Regions from separate parts of the Mus musculus genome. Here region 2 is linked to region 1. A link is a contact called in public HiChIP or PLAC-seq data. All regions are on one chromosome and are shown on one strand. The core of a region is the stretch at or near the end of the contact, and the rest is flanking DNA. Distances in the headings are between cores, read along the strand shown. Region 1 overlaps Gm52714 (a long non-coding RNA gene). Region 2 holds the start of 9430015G10Rik (RIKEN cDNA 9430015G10 gene).

Region 1 (5,525 bases), core at 2,205-4,704:
ATAAATACATTATATATATATGGGATTTGCTGTTGAGATTTTATGTTCTCCTGCACGGGGACCTGCTTCCAGATGGTGTTTTTGTATGTACATCAGTCCCTGATATTGATGACCATCACATTCAGCCAGCCAGGTTCCTGGACATGAGCATGAAGTTCGGGACCCAAGATGCCTCTGGGCCAAGCCCAAATTTCATACCAAATTTCATACTAAACTCAATGACCTGTCAAATAAAATTCCAGGGATCTTAGCATTATAGGCTCTTAATAATCACTTCAAGCAAGCAACCCTGGAGCTCAATTGGCCCACGGTGCCTGAAACCTTGCAAACCTCCAGGGAGGCTGGCTCTCTGGGGCTTGGAACTGAAGAGGAGCTGGGTAGAAAAATCCCAGCTGGTGGAACCAAGATAGCTATGGAAATCTGAGGCAAATCAGTCTCAGCAGGCTCCAGCCGAGCCTCGCCCCTCCCAACCTCCTGTCACCTAGGTTTCTGGAGGCACAGAACTGAGCATGGGAAGTCCGATAGGGGTGTGGGAGTGGCTGTCCTGTGAAGGGGTCTCTGAGAAGTTGCAGGCCAATTTGCCATTCTCTTGAGTGAGAGAAGATGCCCAGGATGAGTGGTCAGCAGGATTGACACTATGGTCCTGAAGGAGCAACCTTGAGCGCTGTTGGACTTCCACAGCAGGGCTTTGGGTAGATTCTGTGAAGAAGGGAGTAAGGTCAGAGCTTTACCTACCTCACAGCTCTATACCTCAGCATTCCTCAGACCCTGAGAAGGAAGGGGAAGTGGATAGGCAGAGCCACTTCCTGTTTGAGTTGAGCTGGCTGAGCCCTGCCCACAGCTTGTCCTCTATCTGACCCCACCTCCTTGCCTTTAACCTCCAGGGTTTCCCAGCATCCTGCTATGTTCCATCCTAAATTCAAGTAGCCAGGAGTCCAGGTAGGAGCTGCAGAGAGGGTGTCTTTGGTGTTTGCTGGATAGGTAACCAAGGACTTGAAGCCTAGAAATGTGTGCTCATAAAAGTACAACTCAGGGCTCCCATCAAAAAGCTGGGTTTGCTTTTTTGGTGAACCCATGTCAGCTTTATGTTCACCTGGGACACATACCAGATCCCACCTCTAAGTGATTGATCTTGAATATTTTGTGTTGTTTTTTGCTATCTTCCTTCCTTCCTTCCTTCCTTCCTTCCTTCCTTCCTTCCTTCCTTCCTTTCTTTCTTTCTTTCTTTCTCTCTGATTTTGCTTTATTTATTTACTTTGAGACAAGGTCTCATTGTAGCTCAGGCCAACCTTGAATTCTCAATGTAGCTACTGATGATTTTGAACTCCCGATCCTCTTGCCTCTACCTGCACAGTGAACTATTGGTGGCTCAAGTCTGTAATCTCAGAACCAAGGAAAGGAGAGGAAGTTTGAGGTTAGCTTGGCCTAAAGTGTGAGATCCTGTCTCAAAAATAAAACACAACAACAAAAGGTGGCTTTGAGTTGGATGTGGTGGTGCACACTTTAACCCAACTTATGTCCAAGAAGCTGAGGCAAAGGGGTCCCTTGAGCCAAAGAGCTGGATACCAGCTTGTGCAAAATATTGAAACACTTTTATCTAAAAAATACCAAAACCAAGTAACTGTAAATAAAGAGTTTTGATGCTGAGCCTTCCCCTGAGAGTATATAAATGCTGTTCAGGCTTTGATCAAAGATGGCAGAAGAAGAGACCCATTATTACTTCTGGGTGTCCCTGTGCGCAAATCTGTCCTGTGTCAATCAGTATAAGAAAGTCTGGCTCTGTGTACCCATGGATAGTGCTAGACACGGTATTTCCTGGTATCTCCACGAAAGTAGCGCAGCCACACTGCGGAGTTGCAGAGAATTTACACATAGCTGTTGGAGCCTAGCTTTTTCCTCGCTTACGGCTCTGCCTCAAGCCCGAGCTCTGGAAGAAGACGACATTGGTACAGGTAACAGATTTGCATGCAAAGGCAGCACCTGGCGTCTGCATTAGCATCTAATTTGAAAATCTTCGATTCAGGAGAAAGGTATGGACTCTTGAGTCCAAGCTAGAGCCAAGCAATTGATAATAGGGTTGGGTCTCTCTCTTGGGGCAGGAAGTCCTATGGGGCAGCATGGGCTTCAAGGAAGCCCTCCAGACCTATGGAGTAAGGCCAGTATGCTGGCCTTCACTTCTCTCAACTCCACTTCTCTGGGCTGGGCCCTGAGCCTGCAGGAAGCCTTGCCTGAGTTGGGCAAAGAGTATTCTAAGGGAGCATGGTAGCCCTTGGTGGCTGGCCCCCAGGCCTCCTGGCCCCTGCTTTTCTTTGTTCCCGGTGGCCATACTGACTCCTAGCACCCCAGGTCAAATATCTGACCACCCTGAATAGGAACAGGGAAGTCCCCGTTACAAACACTCGGGGTGCTCAAGGCAGTAACTAGTCGAAAGCCAATAGACACCTTGCCATGCCCTACTTTGGGACTCCTAAGCATTTACACTGAGCATTTAAAGTGAGCATTACACTTTTGTCCAAGCCATTGCAGTTCTGGGTGCTGATAGAAGAAGTGGCACCACAGCAGCCACTTGGCTCCTAAGTGCTCTTCTGACCTATAGCCTCTAATCTCTTCTCCTCTGTCCTCACTACTAACCCCGTGTAACTCGGGTGTCCAGTGCCTCCTTCTCTCTTCTTGTGCCTTTGGATAAAGCACCTCATCTTGGTGCCTCTGCAGGCTGTAGGTAGAAATCAGAATATTTTATTTTTATATCAAGGTCTGAGGTAAGTGACCCAGCCTGTGAGGGGCCTGTGAGGCCTCAACAGATGGGGGTCAGAGAAAGGTCAGGTGGGGTTAGTAAGTCAACCACTGTGGGTCACGCAGGCCTTTCTTTGCCTTTGTTTCCAGAGAAGCAAAGATGTCTTCTCTTCCGCGCGCGCGCGTGCGTGTGTGTGTGTGTGTGTGTGTGTGTGTGTGTGTGTGTGTGTGTGTAATTCCTTTGGCTGCTGTCATCTTTCTCTGCAGAGCCAGATTTGGCTTCAGGTAGGACTGACTGGCCCATGGGTCAGGAATTGGGGAAAGCTGGAACACTAGTGTAGAGGGAATGGACCAGCTTAGTGGATGGCTTCTGAGGAAGAGGGAGGCAAGACCTAGAAATGCCAGGTTCCTTTAAGAGCAGATGCCGTCTTGAGCAGGGGGGGAGGTTTCTAGAGGCCCAGGCTAAGCAGAAGCAAAGGTGACCCTGTCACCCTGTCATAGGTTTCTCAGAGTTAAATCCCTGGTGGAGCGCATGTGGAGAGCTTAGCTGCTCTTGCTGCGCATGAGGTTAGGGGGCAGGTATAGGAAAGTGAAGGAGAATAGCTCCTGCCATGTGGGCTTTGGAAGATGACGGGGACGCTGGCGCAGCACTGCTCTGGGTTACAAGTCTCTTTTCAGCTTGCATAGCGGAGGAAGCAGAAACCCCACAGGAAGCAGGGTCCCCATCCCCAGAGGCTGAGGCGGGAGAACTGAGCAGGTGTTCCAGCTTAAAACCAAAGCCCTGTGCCTGATGACAGAGCTACAGGAGAGAATGCCACCCTGTTTTCTGCACCCCCCAAGCCCCAGGTGTCACAGCTGGGCCCCTAAGGCAATGTCTGATGCAACCCCAGCACAGAAAGGAGGCTGCAGTGGCCTATGGCCCGGCAGAAGGAAAGCTCTGTCATACAAAATTATTTTGCCCACCCTTGGGACCCTTGCTCCTGGCAGAGGCCTGAGCCCAGTGGGCCAAGTGAGGCCCTTCAGCCCCTTCAGGCACCCAGCTGCCCAGAGCCTCAAACCAGCCATTCTTTATGTCCCGATCCTCCCCCTCCCTTGCACAGCAATTCTGGATTCTTAACAAGACCTCTGGGTCTCCACCTAGGTAATTGGTCTCCAAAGGAAAGTGTCATGGAGACAGCCCCAGGCCTCAAGGGGTGGGCGGAGTCAGAAAATCACCACCCTTTTCTACTTTTGGTGTCTAATTGTGCTCAGGGGCTGTAACTCCCCAGCAGCAAGAAGGCTTGTTTTTCAGAGCCCCTGGAGTGAAGTGGGGGCTCAGTGGCTTCCTAGTCTCAGACACAAAAGACCACTGTGCTCTGCCAAGTACTCAGAGAAATCCAGGAATCAGGCCTAGGGTGGTAGGCTGGGGTGACAAAGCTAGGGTTTAGAGCTGAAGTGATGTAACCAGCGGAAAACAAAAAAACAAAAAAACAAAAAAAACAAAAAAAACCAAAAAACCCTGTTGATATGGGAGCCTGAGTCAGGTGCTTGAGGAAGTACAATACAGTTATACTGCACCTAGATCTGGACTAAAACATGTGAGGTTGGAGAATGTGTTTCTGTGTTCCGCATTAGAGTTTATTTCTAATTGGGGTCAAATTCACATAGCATAAAATGAATTGTTTTAGGGAGTGATTTATCACACTTCACACACATTCAAAGCATTTCAGTAACCATCAGATCCAGTTCCAGGCATATTTTATCATCTGAGAGAAACACTTTGAGCAGTGTTCCTTGGCCTCACCACTCACCAGTCTCTATCTCTCTGGGCTGAGTCTATTCTGGACATGTCCTAGGAATAGGGTACAGTATATACAGTTATGGCCTTTTGTGCCTGGCCAGGGGACCCAGAGACAGGCCCTCAATTTCATAGCTAAAAGTGTAAACAATTCTCACTGCAGTTTTTCATCCTTTGTTGTGAAGGAAGACATGCAACTGTTCATGGTCTGTTCTATGGTCTTGGAGGGCCAAGACAGAGGGTCCCATAGGAAACCCCAAAGTTCAATGGAATCAGAGCTGACAGGTAATGAGGGCCTATGCTCTCTGCCACGGCCTGGTCAGGCCAGCCTCATTAATCCATGTGTAGTAGCAGCATAGCTGTGTTTCCAGACAGGAAGACGATGTTGGAAAAGAATCTGGGAGTAAATATTTTATTATGACACTGTTATGTGTGATGGAAAGAAGTCTGCCAATCCCCCATCACCTTTGGTCACCTTTGTTCAAACTACGCGTGAGCGTGGGACATCAGACCGAGTTCATTAGAAGGGGAGAAGCAAAAAAGAGACTTTGACAGTGACAGTCAATGGGTGGAAGAAAAGTCTCCTTTAGGAGCGTGAGGACACATGTTCAGGAGCTGAGGGAGCAGAGAGGGACATGAGCATTAGGGGCCAACCAGAGAACCCTGAGCAGGCAGAACATGAGGTCCAGGTCCAGGTCATGGCAGCTTGATGTGTACCCCAGGAAAAGTGGGTACAGACAGCCCTCAAAAGAATAGAGAGTCCAGGCACTCAGGGGGCAAGAGTATGCCTCAACTGCAAGAAGAGGGATGTCTCCTGATGCTATGTCAGCTGTGAAAACAAAGGATTGGAGAAAGAGTGACACAGGCGGGGAAATCTTGGAGGAGGCCATAGCAATGCAGGGTCTTGGCTAGATCAGACCTCAGGGGCCATCTCTCCTTCTAAGCCCAAGCCATAAAGGAACAGGCTTGCTCTCAGGGATGTAGAACTATGGTGTGATTTAAGCTATGGTATCCT
Region 2 (5,525 bases), core at 2,158-4,657, 40 kb after region 1:
CTGAAGACAGCTACAGTGTACTTACATATAATAAATAAATAAATCTTTAAAAAAAAAAAAAAAAAAAAAAAAGAGAAGGAACGGATTTAAAAACAAAAAAACAAAAAATCAAAAAAAAAAAAAAACCCACACATGTTTAATGAATAAAAGAACCAAACCAAGTGGCTTCGGGATAGCATGTCCAGGGTTAAATGGAAAACTCACAAAGACTCCAAGAGGGCGGCGTGGCCGGGGCAGGTGGTAACTGCTTCGCTGCTGCTGCTCTGGACACTTCCCGGGCTGCCCCAGTGGAGGGGGCCTGGGTCCTCTCCTTCTGCTCTCTGGCCTCCGTGCAGCCAAAGATTTTTTTAAAAAATATTTTTAAAGATTCATTTATTTGTTATATGTAAGTACACTGTAGCTGTCTTCAGACATTCCAGAAGAGGGAGTCAGATCTTTTTAAGGATAGTTGTGAGCCACCATGTGGTTGCTGGGATTTGAACTTCAAACCTTCGGAAGAGCAGTCGAGTGCTCTTACCCACTGAGCCATCTCACCAGCCCCAAAGATTTTTTTTTTTAAGAGATAAAATTTTTAGACACATTAGCATTACCACTATTGTAATCTGTACTGAAATCCACATTGTAGAAAGAAAAACAAAACAAAACAAAACAACAACAACAGATTCATGCCTTCAAGTCACAGCAAAAGCTATAGCTCAGAATTAAAAGCGTGAACACTCTTTCATCTGTTCAGAGAGCTGGATGTATAGATTGGACAAAGATGCTTTCAGCATGGTAAGCTTATTTTTTTCCCTTGGGACAGAGTTTCTCTGTATAATAACCCTGCCTGTCCTGGAACTTGCTTTGTAGACCAGGCTGGTCTCGAACTAAGAGATACTCCTGCCCCTGCTTTCCTGACTGCTGGCCGATAAAGAAGCAATCTTAAGTCTATACTCAGATGACCAAGGAAACTTAAAATCTTGTGCTCTTGACTATAACTGGATTAGACAGCGCTTTGCAAGAGTTAGAGTGGTGAATTCTGTGTATAGGGATTTGAGGTTCAGAAAACCTTAAGGCTACCCTTACCCTCCAAGGCCAAATAAACCTACTGACTACAGTAATATTACAAAATGGGCTGGGGATAGGTCTGCTATCAGCTCCACGGAGATGGCAACCCTGGGCCCAACGCAGGGAAAAGGGGGTGGAAAACCCACAAATCCCCAAGCGGGAAAAAACTACCAATCCCTGAACTTCACACACACACACACACACACACACACACACACACACACACACACACACACACCCCACTAACCCCTGAGCATGAAAGTCTACCAATCTTTGAGATTCCCAAGCTCAGGACTTGAAATCCTCACTCTGGTCATCTCTGCCCTGAGAAGCTCCGCCCTCTCAAAAATTCTTATTTTCACTGCCCTGTGCCCATTTCCCTGATGTTCACTCCTGGGAGCAGAGGGCATCTGTCCCTGGATTTGTCCCTCTTCCTGGATTCTTCCCTTGAATAAATAGCCTTTGTGAGATTCACTGCCTGGAGTTACTCTGTCATTGGAAGAAGCCAAGAAAAGAAGCTAAGAAGTTGAGGGTCCTGAGCTCCTCAGCTCAGTTGGGGATCCCTCCCCTGGGAGCTGCAATGCGAGGAGGCTTCCTCTCAGAGCTGTGTGGTTCTTGGGTTCCTGAGCCCGCAGACACCTTTCCATCCTAGCAGAAGCATTTATAGTGAAAGAAGAGGTGCTAGTGTCCTGCGTATGACTCTTCCCTCATACTCACTGCCTACCAACGCTCCGTGGATGTCAAGTCTCTGATGAACACACACACACAACCCTTTCAAAGTCATCTGTCTTTTCCTAATACTTGCCAGAAATACTAGAGGTCCTGGGGGTAGCCCAGAGGAAGTACAAAAAAAGCAACACAGACAGAAATCCTGTCTGTCCTGATGTCACTAATTTAGGAAGAATCTCGTCCATTTTACCACAGTCCCCCCCCCACACCCCCCCCCCCCCCCCCGTGCTGCTGTAGTCACTGCGGCTGGCCAAGAAAGACCACAGCTTTATTCTTAGATCCACTGGGCCTTAGGGTAGAATTCCAGAGAGGAGTAAATCGCGGTGGTGCAAAGAATGCTGAGTTGTCTGACCAGCTCTACCAGATCAGAGAAACTGAGGTCATGAGGAAGTGAGGAAGGCCTAGCAGAGAGCAGGGTGAAAAAAACAGGACCAAGCCTGACAGATACTCTCTAATCTTTGTTCAAAACAGAGCCCTGGTGCACACAGTTTTGCTCTTTTCCAGGGGCGGTCTAGTGGTTCTACCTCACTTCAGAGAAGATGTAAGCTTTCAAAAAGTACAGTGCCAGGGCTGGTGAGATGGCTCAGTGGGTAAGAGCACTGACTGCTCTTCTGAAAGTCCTGAGTTCAAATCCCAGCAACCACATGGTGACTCACAATCATCCATAATGAGAACTGACGCCCTCTTCTGGGGTGTCTGAGGACAGCTACAGTGTACTTACATATAATAATAAATAAATCTTTAAAAAAAAAAAAAGTACAGTGCCTCCTCCTTGTGTTACTGTGGGGCGTCCATGGAGTTTTAGCTTCTGTGAAGAAGCCTAAGTACCCGAGGCCTCCAAAGTGAGAGGCCGGGGCGATCAGGCAGCCCAGAGACAAGACTCCTCCTAAGCATTCCACTTGGTGACCCCAGAGGCACCATGCTCGGCTTAAGAGTGGGTGTGGCTTCCCATTTGGGAGGAACCAGAGTCCAGCTCCCTAAGCAGACACGCCAAAGATGTATTAGAAAGTCCCGATTTTTACAAAAGAATGAATTTGAACTTTGTCTTCATCTTGAAATGGGGCTAGCCAAATCACGAACTATAGCCAGTTAAATATTTCAAAGGCTACCATAGCCTTGATTGGCAGTTCTGATTCTTTTTTTTTTTTTTTTGAGACAGGGTTTCTCTATATAGCCCTGGCACTCACTTTGTAGACCAGGCTGGCCTCGAACTCAGAAATCCGCCTGTCTCTGCCTTCCAGTGCTGGGATTAAAGGCGTGCGCCCCGACACCCGGCTCCAGCTTTGAATTCTTTTGTGACCCTCTTGGAGCGAGGCGGACGTTACACTCCATAGCCTTGCTTAGAACCAAGGCCGGCCACCTAACAAGGACTACGATGATTGGCCGCCCCTAGAACTATTGGGGAATGTAGTCGTTTCCTTCCCTCCCTAGGCTCAAGTCCTCTTGGACTACATTTCCCAGTCAGCGCTGGGAACGCAAACCCGCTGCCAGGACGGAATCCTGGGTAAACGCACTTGGGCGAAGGGGCCGCTAGGAGTTGTAGTTTTTTTGCCCTCGCCACGGCCTGGGCGGGGGCGGGCCAGAGACTACAAATCCCAGAGACGCTCGCGGGGCGCGCGCAGGGCGGCCGGTACGAAAGGAGCTCGGCTGGCGAGTGGTGAGTGAGGGCCCTGCTCTGGCGGAGGTGGCGGCTGCAGCGACGCCGTAAAGGCCGCGGGTAGCGCAGACTCTGGGACTCTGAGACTAATGCAGGGCCTAGCGGGGCAGCGCCTCCCTCGCTGCCTGCCATCTTGTCAGTGAGGAGGCGGTACGGACGGAGCCGGGAGTGGAGCGTGGTGGATGGAGGGACGGGGAGGTTGCAGGGGACATGGACCGCGAGCTGCACGGAGGTGGAGGACGTGGGAGATGGGTTGGTGTCGTGAAGGGGGCGAGGTCCTCCCGCGGGATGTGCTCTTCTTGAGGACTTTGCCGTGAGAGCCACTATATCAGCGAGTTACACATCCTCCCGCGTTTCGGCGCATTAAATGTAAAGGTGTCGAACTTAGCCCAGTATTTTGTTTTTTTATTGTTTTGGGAAAGGGGTTGGCCATGTAACCCCTGCCGTTGTCTCGTAATCTTGTTGGGTTTTCTTAGTCTCACTGCAGTGTACAAAGAAGGCAAAACTGTTTTTTTTTGTTTGTTTGTTTGTTTGTTTTGTTTTGTTTTTAATTTGTGGGTTTGTGGTGCTGTGTGTGGCCGAGGTGGGGTGGGGGCAGGATTTGAATCTGGGGCTTTCTCACATTTTGCTTCTCCTCTACAATAAATCCCGCAAGAAAGTCATGGGTTGGCTTCACCAGGTTGAGCCAGGTTACAAACATAGTTTGGTAACTACGTTAAGAGCTAGACAATAATTTGAGTCCGTTTTTATTTTTAGAAGCTCGTAGAAGGAACTACAGATCTGAATTATGCAGATAGTTTCTTTCTCCACCCCCCCCCATCCCCCCTTCCTTTTCTTTCTTTTTTTGAGACAGGTTGGCCTGGAACTCATTCTGTAGACTAGGCTGGGATTAAAGGCATGTGGCCCCGTAACTCGGCTAATAGTTTCTTTTCTTGACTTCCATATCCTGGCCTTAATAATCTTCCCCAAAACAAAGCAAGCACATATCTTGATGAGTTTAACTCATCTTAGGTGAGCTCTTTTGTCCACTAGCAGCATCTGTCACAACCTTTCGGAACTGGCTTGCATTTGTTCATGTTAATTTGGATCTATAAGGTAACTCATTAAAAGAACATTGCTACCAGGCAATGGTGGCACACATTCCCAGCACCTCGGAGGCAGAGGCAGGCAAATCTCTTGAGTTCCAGGCTCCAGGATAGTGGGTAAGAACAGGTATTCAACAATGCTACTCCTTGTGTAGCTACCTAATGATGAGAATCTATCTCAAAAGAAAATCAGCTTGAAAGACATCATCTACTACATAGTTTGAGACCAGCCTGAAATACATAAGACTGCACACACATGCACAGTGGTCTGTAATCCCATGCTTGTAACCCTAGCACTTTGGGAGGCAGGGGCAGGAGTTGAAGACCAACCTGGTCTACATAGTGATGCAGTGAGTTCCAGGCAAGGTTGGCCTTCATAATGAGATCCTAATTCAAAAAAATAAAAAGGTGTGGCAAAGATAGCTCAGTTAAAAGTGCCTGCAGAACAAGTATGAGGATGAGTTTGTAGCCACAGTGCCCACATTAATGTGAGGAATGGAGTCAGATGGGTTCTTGAGCTCATTGATTGGTCAGCTGAGCCGCATCAATGAGCTCCCGGTTCAATGAAAGAGCCTGTCTCAAAAAATACAGTGGATGGGGACTGGGTAGATGGCTGAGGGTAAAATGCGTGTGTAAGCATGAGAGCCTGAATTCAGATTCCCAGTCCCTATTGAAAGAGCAGGTGGCGTACCTCCCTCATCCCAGTTTGAGTAGAAGGAAAACAAGCAACTCCTCAGGGCAGGCTGACCATCCAGCAAAGGTGATGAGGTCTGGGTTCAGTGAAAGATCCTATGACCCACCTCTAATTCCAGCACCAGAGAAGCAGAGGCAGGGGAATCGCTGTGAGTTCAAGGCCAGCTGGTCTTCACAGCTAGTTCTAGGACAGCCAGGATTATAGAGAGACCTGTCTCCAAAACAAACAAACAAACAAACAATGGTGGAGAGTGATAGAGGAAGACATGCATCTCCTGTCTCTGAGCACCACACGTGCCGTGGGAAAGTGAACC

What was found. HiChIP or PLAC-seq counts read pairs in DNA pulled down with a chosen protein or histone mark.
Region 2: a contact with region 1 is called in an H3K27ac HiChIP or PLAC-seq map of the HPC-7 cell line, with 5 times the contacts expected there. The contact joins the promoter of 9430015G10Rik here to the enhancer-like site in region 1. A contact is called at or near these places in 2 of 39 promoter capture datasets (the C10 cell line and macrophages), 1 of 15 datasets of contacts at CTCF or cohesin (pro-B cells), 13 of 484 Hi-C or Micro-C datasets (CD4 T cells, CD8 T cells, LSK cells and 10 more), 7 of 115 datasets of contacts at active chromatin or transcription factors (the 230-238 cell line, the HPC-7 cell line, embryonic stem cells and 2 more) and 2 of 9 other capture datasets (adipose tissue and liver).

What each region holds. Positions count from the first base shown.
Region 1 is chr4:156,066,962-156,072,486 of GRCm38.p6, forward strand. The region is part of intron 1 of Gm52714 (a long non-coding RNA gene); the gene reads left to right. Among named protein-coding and RNA genes, the nearest start is that of Gm52714, 5.4 kb to the left of the region's middle. Within about 2 kb of position 3,455, at least 82 of the 459 cell types and tissues checked have an H3K27ac peak or open chromatin away from gene starts, as enhancers often do. A contact at or near this core is called in the 230-238 cell line, CD8 T cells, the HPC-7 cell line and 7 more, where this site is marked.
Region 2 is chr4:156,106,591-156,112,115 of GRCm38.p6, forward strand. 9430015G10Rik (RIKEN cDNA 9430015G10 gene) reads left to right here and starts at 3,408. Exons shown (of 10, transcript NM_177205.1): 1 at 3,408-3,583.